Linked DNA regions of Mus musculus: region 2 is linked to region 1. The links are chromatin contacts, called in public promoter capture Hi-C maps. All regions are on one chromosome and are shown on one strand. The core of a region is the stretch at or near the end of the contact, and the rest is flanking DNA. Distances in the headings are between cores, read along the strand shown.

Region 1 (4,280 bases), core at 205-2,704:
TCTAGAGAGCCAACTATTCCATATATCATCTTTTTTTTTTTTTTTTTTTTTTTTTTGGTTTTTCGAGACAGGGTTTCTCTGTACAGCCCCGGCTGTCCTGGAACTCACTTTGTAGACCAGGCTGGCCTCGAACTCAGAAATCCGACTGCCTCTGCCTCCCAAATGCTGGGATTAAAGGTGTGCACCACCACTGCCCCACTTACATCTTCATTTTAAAGGCTAGTGATTAAATAGATTGAAAATTTCAATTTTTGGCTGTGAGATCTGACAGACACTGGCTTCCATCTCAGGCCCTCATCTATGGCTGCATAATATTGAAAGAGGATTTAGGTCCTGAGTCTCAGTTCCAGGTTGGGCATCCCTAAATGGAAACAGCCCTAGGCAGGCAGGAGGATTGGGGGGAGGGGGGGTCGGTCTGAGCTGTCTCAAAACAAAGGACAATAGCAACAAAAAATGTTTGATGTAAATCAGGCAGTGGTGGAATTTAATCCCAGCACTCGGGAGGCAGAGACAAGCAGATCTCTTGATCTCTGGCCTACAGAGTAATTTCTAGGACAGCCAGGTTCCAGAGAGAAACATTGTCTCAAAAAAATACTAACTAATCAACTAAAAATAAATAAATGAATCCAAAAGAAAAGAAAGAAAGAAATGGTCTTTTAATAGGAGTGGATAAAAGAGCCATGAACTAAGAAGGCCTCTCTCTGCTCCCCACTCTAGCACAGAGTGGCTCCTTTACCCACTTAAAGGGGTCCCCACATAAACACGGGCCCCAGGAATCTGATGTTGGTTTTTGGTGTTTTCTTCAGACAGATCCCAACTAATCTAGAGTGGCCACTTTCAAACAGTGGCCCAGCAAGAGCGAACTCCAGCGTGAACTTTGAAGTCGGAGAGACCTCAGGCTCTGATATTACTACTAAGTGCGAACAGGCAAATAGCTTATTCCCTCCGAGCCTCCTCGTCTCCAGCCTGTGAAATGAAGGTATTAACGGAAGCAGTCTCCCGCGGCGGCTGGAAGGACTGGAGGAGATCTGAGCTCTGGGATTCTAATCAGGACACAACAAAAGTCAGGTGTCTGCGTTTGACGGCTGATCATAAAGTGCGCATCGCAGAGGGTATCGGGCCAGGCCCGCCGAGGGGCCTGGGCAGGCTCGGCCTCCGCCGCCCAGCACCCCCACCGCCACGCACCGTCCCGCACCGCCCGCGGGTGGCAGCGCGTCGCCCCACGCAGCCGCCTTCGCCGGACCCCGATCCGCACTCACCCTCCAGGCCGTGGGCCGGAAGGCCCAGCACCCACAGCAGGACTTGCCACCAGCAGAGGAGTTGCATGGCGCGCGACAGGGAGCCGCGGCGACAGCCACCGCGGTGGAAGAAAATCGGCGCACCGGCAACCGGAGTCGCACCCCCCGCCCCAGGGAGACTACGGGGAGGAGAGCCCAGAGCGCAGGCGTGGCCGCGGGCCGCCATCTTGACTCCTGGCCGACGCTGCAGACGCCATCTTGGAGTCGGGCGGTCGGCCTCTAGCCAGGCCTGTGCGACCTGTACTGGAAGCCGCTTTTGGGGAACAAGTATCAAAGTAGGATTCGAGCAGCCATCAATAGCCATTCCCATGAGAACTCCTCGCTGCTTGCGACACGTACTGAACCTGTGTGCGGAGTTAATACCTTTCATTTCAAGAGACAAAAAGGCCAAGAAACTTGTGCACAATGGAGGAGGGACAGAACCTTGGGAAATCACAGATAGTCTGATGTATTACTTCAGCATGTTGCACTAGCTTGTGTTGCCAGACAGAGGATAGATCCAGTTAAATTTGAACTTCGCGGGCTGGTGAGATGGCTCAGTGGGTAAGAGCACCCGACTGCTCTTCCGAAGGTCCGAAGACTGAAGTTTTAAAAAAAAAAAAAAAATTTGAACTTCGCATAACTGCTGTATGTGTGTATGTAACTGTCTATCCTATAATTTGCTACTTCTGGCAAATTGGTTGGTTGGTTTTAACACTGGGACTCCTAAGATAATGACACTTAGGGGGGCTGGAGAGATGGCTCAGCAGTTAAGAGCAATGACTGCTCTTCAAGAGGTCCTGAATTCAAATCCCAGCAACCACATGGTGGCTCACAACCATCCATAATGAGATCTGATGCCCTCTTCTGGCAGGAGAATTACTGTGGGTTCCAAGCCAGTCTGGGCTACATCATGAATTCCAGAACTGGCCTGGGCTTCAGAATGAGACCTTGTCTCAAAAATGAGAGGTGGGAAAAGGAAGGAGAAAAGAGTGGAGGGGAAGGGAGTTGAAGAGATGAGAGCAGAAAGGGGGAGGGGAGAGGGGAAGATAACTTTGAGATTAAGAGTACATACTGCTCTCGAAGAAGGCCAAGGGTTATGAACCAAAGGTCTTGGCAATCTGAGTCAAGACGCTGTAATACTTAGTAACTTAGTAGCTGGGTACTAGTCCACTGTCACTCAAACTCCAAAGCATGTGCCTCTAACCTGAGTACTTAAGTCCTGTAAGTGTCTGGCATTTAAAGCTCAGAGCCTGAGCCTGGAGGAGTGACTCACTCATTAAGAACACAGGACCAGGGTTTGATCTCCAGCACCCACATGGCAGCTCACAGCCTTCTTCACCTCCAGCTCCTAGGATCCAGTACTGCCTCCATCAGTACCATACTGTGCACACATATATACAAGCAAGCAAAGCACCCAGAAACATAAAATGTAAATAATTTTTATTTAAATAAAAAATTTTAATAAAAGTTTAATTTTTACTACAATCTTGACAAAATGGGAAATTACGGTCATCTGAGGAGGGAACCTCAACTGAGAAAATGCCTCCATATGGTGGGGCTGTAGGAAACCTACAGAGCATTTTCCTAATTAGTGACTGATGTGGGAGGGTCAGCCCATTGTAGGTGGGGCCACCCAGGCATGTTGATTCTGGGTTCTATAAGAAAACAGGCTGAGCAAACCATAAAGAGCAAGCTAGTGGGCTGGAGAGATGGCTCAGCGGTTAGGAACACTAACTGCTCTTCCGAAGGCCGAGTTCAAACCCCAGCAACCACATGGTGGCTCACAACCATCTGTAATGAGATCTGGTGCCCTCTTCTGGAGTGTCTAAAGATGTCTACTTACATATAATAAGTAAGTCTTTTTTTAAAAAAGTAAATAAATCTTAATCTCAGCACTCTGGAGGCAGAGGCAGGAGGATCTCAGGGTTACAGGCCCAACCTGGTCTATATACAGGGTCCAGACCATCTAGGGAGAGATAGTGAAATTGTCTCAAAAATAAAGAGTAACTGGGCGGTGGTGGCGCACGCCTTTAATCCCAGCACTTGGGAGGCAGAGGCAGAGGCAGGCAGATTTCTGAGTTCGGCCTGGTCTACAAAGTGAGCTCTGGGACAGCCAGGGCTACACAGAGAAACCCTGTCTCGAAAAACCAAATAATAATAATAATAATAATAATAATAATAATAATAATAATAATAAAATAAAGAGTAAGGCTCCCTGTCACTACCAGCCTGTGCCAGCTCTCTTGAGAAACAAGGGGCATCTCGCTAAGCTCTTCGCAAATGCATGATTCATAGGATTTGTTTCTAGTTACGGTGTTTTCAGGTTTATTTTTTAAATGGATTTATGTGGGTTTGCATGTACTTAAATGCACCACAGGCATGTAGATGCCTGAGGGAAGCCAGATGACACTGGATCTTCTAAAACTGAAGCCATAGGCAGCTGTGAGCTACTTGCTGTGGGTGCCAGGAACGGAACCCAGGACTGTTGCAGGATTTTTCCCTGCCTAATCACATTAGGGCAGCAGAAGGCCTGTGGTTGGACAAGGAAAAGGGAGGCAGCACTAAGAGTTGCAGAGACACAGAGTCTGGGGGAGGAAAGAGGGAGGAGAATGGAGGACATAAACCAGCCATGGCTTTACCCAGCCACAGGTAGTTATGATATCATAAGATCAGAATAACTGGGATAAAGCTTTTATCATTATCAATTGGTTCTAAATTATTGTATTGGCTTCTTATAAATTAAGGATTTACTGATACACAAATCTGACTGGTTAATTATAAGCTTCAAGAGTTTTGCCTTACTTGGTTACTGGAATGTGGGACCACCGATAGTGGGAAGGGAACTAATGGTTCAGCCAGATGTTGCAGGAGGGGGGGGGTAGCTGGAGAGAGTTGCTGGTGGCTGGAGCACAGGAGCATGGTCCAGCCCAGCCGGGGAGTTGGGGGATTGAGAGAAGGAGCACGGAGAGTTGGCGTGTTAATTTTTAATATTTCCTGCAA
Region 2 (4,447 bases), core at 1,899-4,398, 1.0 Mb after region 1:
CCAGCCATGTTCTTGCCTTCTCTCTTCCTCCTCCTCTTCCTTGTTCTTCCTCCCCTTCTTCTCATTCCTCCCCCTCCTCCCCTTCTTCCTCTCCCTCCTCTCCTCCCTCTCTCCCCCACCTCTCTCTCTCCCCCCCCACTTTCTTACACACACACACACACACACACACTTCTCCCCGAGGTTACACAGAACCCCCAGTGAGGTGCAGCTGAGGGAAAAGAAAACCAACTGGAACCTTCATTCGCCATGGCCCCTTGGGGGCTCCACTCAAGCCCCCTTCTCTGTCCCCTCACACTTCCCCTCCTGTCCTCCTGGTGTGCCTCAGATGATAGTGCCCCACACCTGCACACTCACATGCCACCCCTGTGAAGTCACTATCTCCTGGAAAGGGGAGATGGCTTACACATTCCTTTTTACCTATGGGGACCCTTACACCTCCAGGAAGCTGGGTCTTCTATCTAGCTGTCACAGGGTCATGCCTGACTCATACCTAGAACTCCTTTTGATCCTCCTTCCTATACTGTATGAGTTGACCCCGAGTTTCACAGTCTTGTCCCCTTTGTCACTGACTTTTCACAAACATACTCACTGACCATAATGAGGCCAAAGTTCTGCACTTGGCAGCAGCAGTATCTCCCAGACTCCATCACTTAAGAAAAATGTGTTATGAGATAGGAAAGTACCAGGTGACCAGCCTTACCTCTATAGGCACAGGCACTCTCAAGACCAGACCCGTGCAAGGCTCAGACTGGCTGTGGGCCATACTTCCCACCCTTGGCAAGACAAATTCTTAGGGGACCCAGGTTTCACCTTCCAAGAGTGGATCCCTTTTCCTCTGTGGTATCCAGTACACACACACACACAGTACACACACACACACACACACACACACACACACACACACACACCCTGCGTTCTCTTTACCCTAGATTTGCATGTGTCTCTTCAGCCCCAAAGGCCCTCTTGTGTCCCTTGCCCATGTGCAAATTCTCTCTGTCCTTCAAGACTCACAGCCAGAGCCGCTGAGCTCCAGTCAGGGAACATATGCTACAGGTCATATGGAAGAAGGGAGGCCATGTGCCCAGGCACTGGAGCTGGGCGAACGTCCCCTAGGTGCCCTTTTCTCCTATGGAGGACCACAAGTCAAACATAGGCTCATGTGAGACACCACTGATGCCAGCTCCCAACCACTCTACTTCTTTAAATGATGGGAAACTGGGCCTGGAGCCCAGCCAGTATCCCAGTGCTCAGCAGAGAGGAGGCCCTCTGGTTCTATATAAGGCTGAGCTGTATTGAGAGACCCGTAAAAGGAAAGAGAAGCAAGGAGGGAGGGAGAAGAAGATAGGGATAGTGGAGAAAGATGAAAGAAAGAACAGATCTAGAACCTAGAAATCCCAGGTCCTTGCTCCCAGGCTCCCAGCCCACTGGTTTGGGGCTGGACAGGAGGCTCTCTACCACAGAGAGCATGGTAGCTGTGAAGGACACACCCTGGAATGTGGAGATGGTCTGCTGGACTCTATCAATATGTTCAATTACTTTGTGTCAGTTAAAAACAAAACTGCACAGCTATTCACCTATAAAGTGTCTGAGGAAAAGTCAGGAGCATAGGGGCTCCAGATCACTCTACGGACCCCCAGACCCAGGTCATGCTCTGCCAGGCCTGACACAGCAGGGGTTTCCTCTCTCTTGTCTCAGCGGACACATTGGCCGCAGTTCGACAAGACTCCAGGAAACCAAAGACTCTACAATTCAGTCGACTGGATGTGAAGACCCCAGGACATCTTGGAAGGCTACAGAGGAAGGGAGCCCTCCCCTGCTAAAGGCTCAGCCACGGGCGGGCTCGCTAACCCCACAGCCACCCCACCCTGCCTCAGCCTCCACAGCTCCCTGAGCCCTTCCTTTCGCTTCTGCTTCCTTCCCACAGCTGCCTCACAGGAAGGAAGCAGCTACCTCACAGTTACTCTCCATTGCCCTAAGAAAACAGAGATCAGATCAGAGGGACAGTCAACAACAAAGATAGAAGGTCAATCACCAGCTGCAGGCAAGGCTAGACCCAGGTACCATTCTGCTGAGCCTAACAAAGGTCTCTCCTAATTCCACCAGCCCAGCCAAGTGATCCAGCTCCCCAAGATACGGACCCAGGGACCTTTAAGTTTCCAGGGATACCGGGCTTCCTGTAGCCAGAGATGGTGCCCGCCCTCCTGGCTGCTTCCTCTGAGAGACGGGTATGGATCAGGCCCCAAGTTAGGATTTTAGCATTTCACATACTGTCTGTCCAGCACTGGGCGAGCCTCCCTTGTCCTCAGCTTTGGTTTTCCTCTGAGGAATGAGGTGAGAGCAGGCTATGGCCTAGGCTGGTCAGGGGAATGTCATTATTCTCTGATATGCTACCTGGGACCAGTCAGCATGTAAGTCCTGTTTGAAGACACAAGCTGGCCTGGCTGAGTCTTTACCCTGTGACCAGGACAAGGACTAAGTTAGGGTTGGGACCAGCATCGTTAGTCCTCCCTGAGGTGACCTAGCGTTTGATCTCTGAGTCTGAGAGGGACAGCCTCCGTACCCTGCCATATCTGATTCACGAGCCCTCCAGGGGCTACTAGTACTGTGCCCACTCCACAGACGCAAAGACTGAGGCCCAAAAGCAGTCAGCAGCTCACTCAAAGTCTGCATGGAGCTGAATGAAGATCTGAGCCTGGCGGAGTGGAGCCAGCCTTTCCTCCTCAGGCTCCGGGACAGATTCAGCCATCTTCCTCATCTTCTCCTTTTAGGTAACAGATGAGGTAGCCAATTCACTTCTCAGGGACTTAGGAAGGCAAACAGGAGGTTGCCACTGCCTAGAGAGGAGATCTTACCCTACATTCTAGAAGAAACAGGCTTCACGGGTAGCTTCATCAATTCCCGCCCTCCCCATGACAAGTAGCTAACGCCACAGCTAGCTCTTCCCCTTGGTGTTCCCTCCATACTCCAGATGCCAGGAAACTGAGTCTGAAAGAACTCAAAGTTTGCCTCAATCCCAAGGACAGCCCCCCACCCAGGCTTACCCTCGGGCTAAGAGCCCCCCCAGAAGCAGCTGATCTGGACAGCCCCTGGAAGGGGCCCAGAGGCAGTGATGTACACCAGTCACAGGTGGGCGCCGTCTGGGGCCGGCAGAACACAGCGCAGACTTTGGCACCATCTCCACCTCTTCTGAGCAATCATTAACCATGCAGAGACCACACCTCCTCAGAAGGCACTGGCTGTGACCAGAGCAGGCAAAACCCTGGAGGAATAGGCAGGCCCAGTGACAGAGAAGGGGCAAATGCCCAGCCCAGGGTCTCACTGCAAGCAAGAGGTGGTGACAGTCAGAGGTCATGTCAGGACCTTCTGTCCTCTCCTGGCTCATCTTCAGTGGGGACCTGTAGAGAAAGCGGTGTGGGGAGATCTCTTGGGATGAAGAGACTTGACAGCTATCAAGCCCTTGAGCCCTCAGGCCAAGCCCCGAGGCCGGCATGAAGGGGTACCCACCCTGCAGTTCCAACAAGGCCTTTTCAGCCCTGTATTTGTCCCCTCTAAGCAGGACATCAAAGGGCAGGGCCAACACTGGGCATAGTGGCATATGTCCTTAATCCCAGCACTCAGAAGACAGAGGCAGGTGGATCCCTGTGAGTACCAGGCCTAGCTGGTCTCTATAACCAGTTTTAAACCAGACATAATAAGATGTTATCTCAAAGAAACAAAAACAAGCCAGGCAGTGGTGCCTTTGATCCCAGGACTTGGGAAGTAGAGGCAGGGAGATATCTGAGTTGAGGCCAACCTGGTCTACAGAGCTAGTCCCAGGGCAGCCAGGGCTAGACAGAGAAACCCCGTCTCAAAAAACAAATGAAAACAAAACAAACAAACAAACAAACAAACAAACAAACAAAATCAAAGGGCAGGATCACACACTGCCCCAGGGGCTCCACACACTCCCAGTGGTGGCCTCCCTCGGGGGAACAGGTCCCCAAGTTCATTTCATCTTACCTCATAGTAGGAAGGAGGCCCATGCTGCAGCTCACCAGCCGTGCGCCCCTTCCTGGCTGAGTGGCTGCTGTTCGCTCTGGAGACCGAGGCATCCCTGTGCAATCCTGGTGTGCTGCTGCGGGTTCTCAGGAAGCACCAATCTACCCAAAGAGCTCATGGTTCTGCAAGGTCCCATTGAAGGCTGGCCTCACGTCTCTGAGGAAGGAGGAGAATCTGTATTTGCTGAGCACCTAGTGTGGGCATGTATTTTTCACAACCTACTTCCATAAGGGTTCAACCTCCCCTCTAGCCCACCACCCACCAGAGGTAGTAGGAAAGTTTATTAGAATATGGGGAAGTGAGTGGGCATGTTAGCACATGCCTTTAATCCCAGCACTCGGGAGGCAGAGGCAGGTGGATTTCTGAGTTCAAGGCCAGCCTGCCTGGTCTACAGAGTGAGTTCCAGGAC

What was found. Capture Hi-C pulls out chosen DNA fragments and counts their contacts.
Region 2: a contact with region 1 is called in a promoter capture Hi-C map of adipose tissue, with 4 times the contacts expected there. The contact joins the promoter of Cdhr2 here to the promoter of Txndc15 in region 1. A contact is called at or near these places in 2 of 39 promoter capture datasets (cranial neural crest and pre-B cells), 2 of 484 Hi-C or Micro-C datasets (CD4 T cells and CD8 T cells), 2 of 115 datasets of contacts at active chromatin or transcription factors (bone marrow-derived dendritic cells and thymic regulatory T cells) and 2 of 9 other capture datasets (adipose tissue and liver).

What each region holds. Positions count from the first base shown.
Region 1 is chr13:55,711,824-55,716,103 of GRCm38.p6, reverse strand. Txndc15 (thioredoxin domain containing 15) reads right to left here and starts at 1,454. Exons shown (of 5, transcript NM_175150.3): 1 at 1,260-1,454. The coding sequence starts at 1,326.
Region 2 is chr13:54,700,164-54,704,610 of GRCm38.p6, reverse strand. It overlaps Cdhr2 (cadherin-related family member 2), which reads right to left and starts at 3,148. Exons shown (of 32, transcript NM_001033364.3): 1 at 3,042-3,148.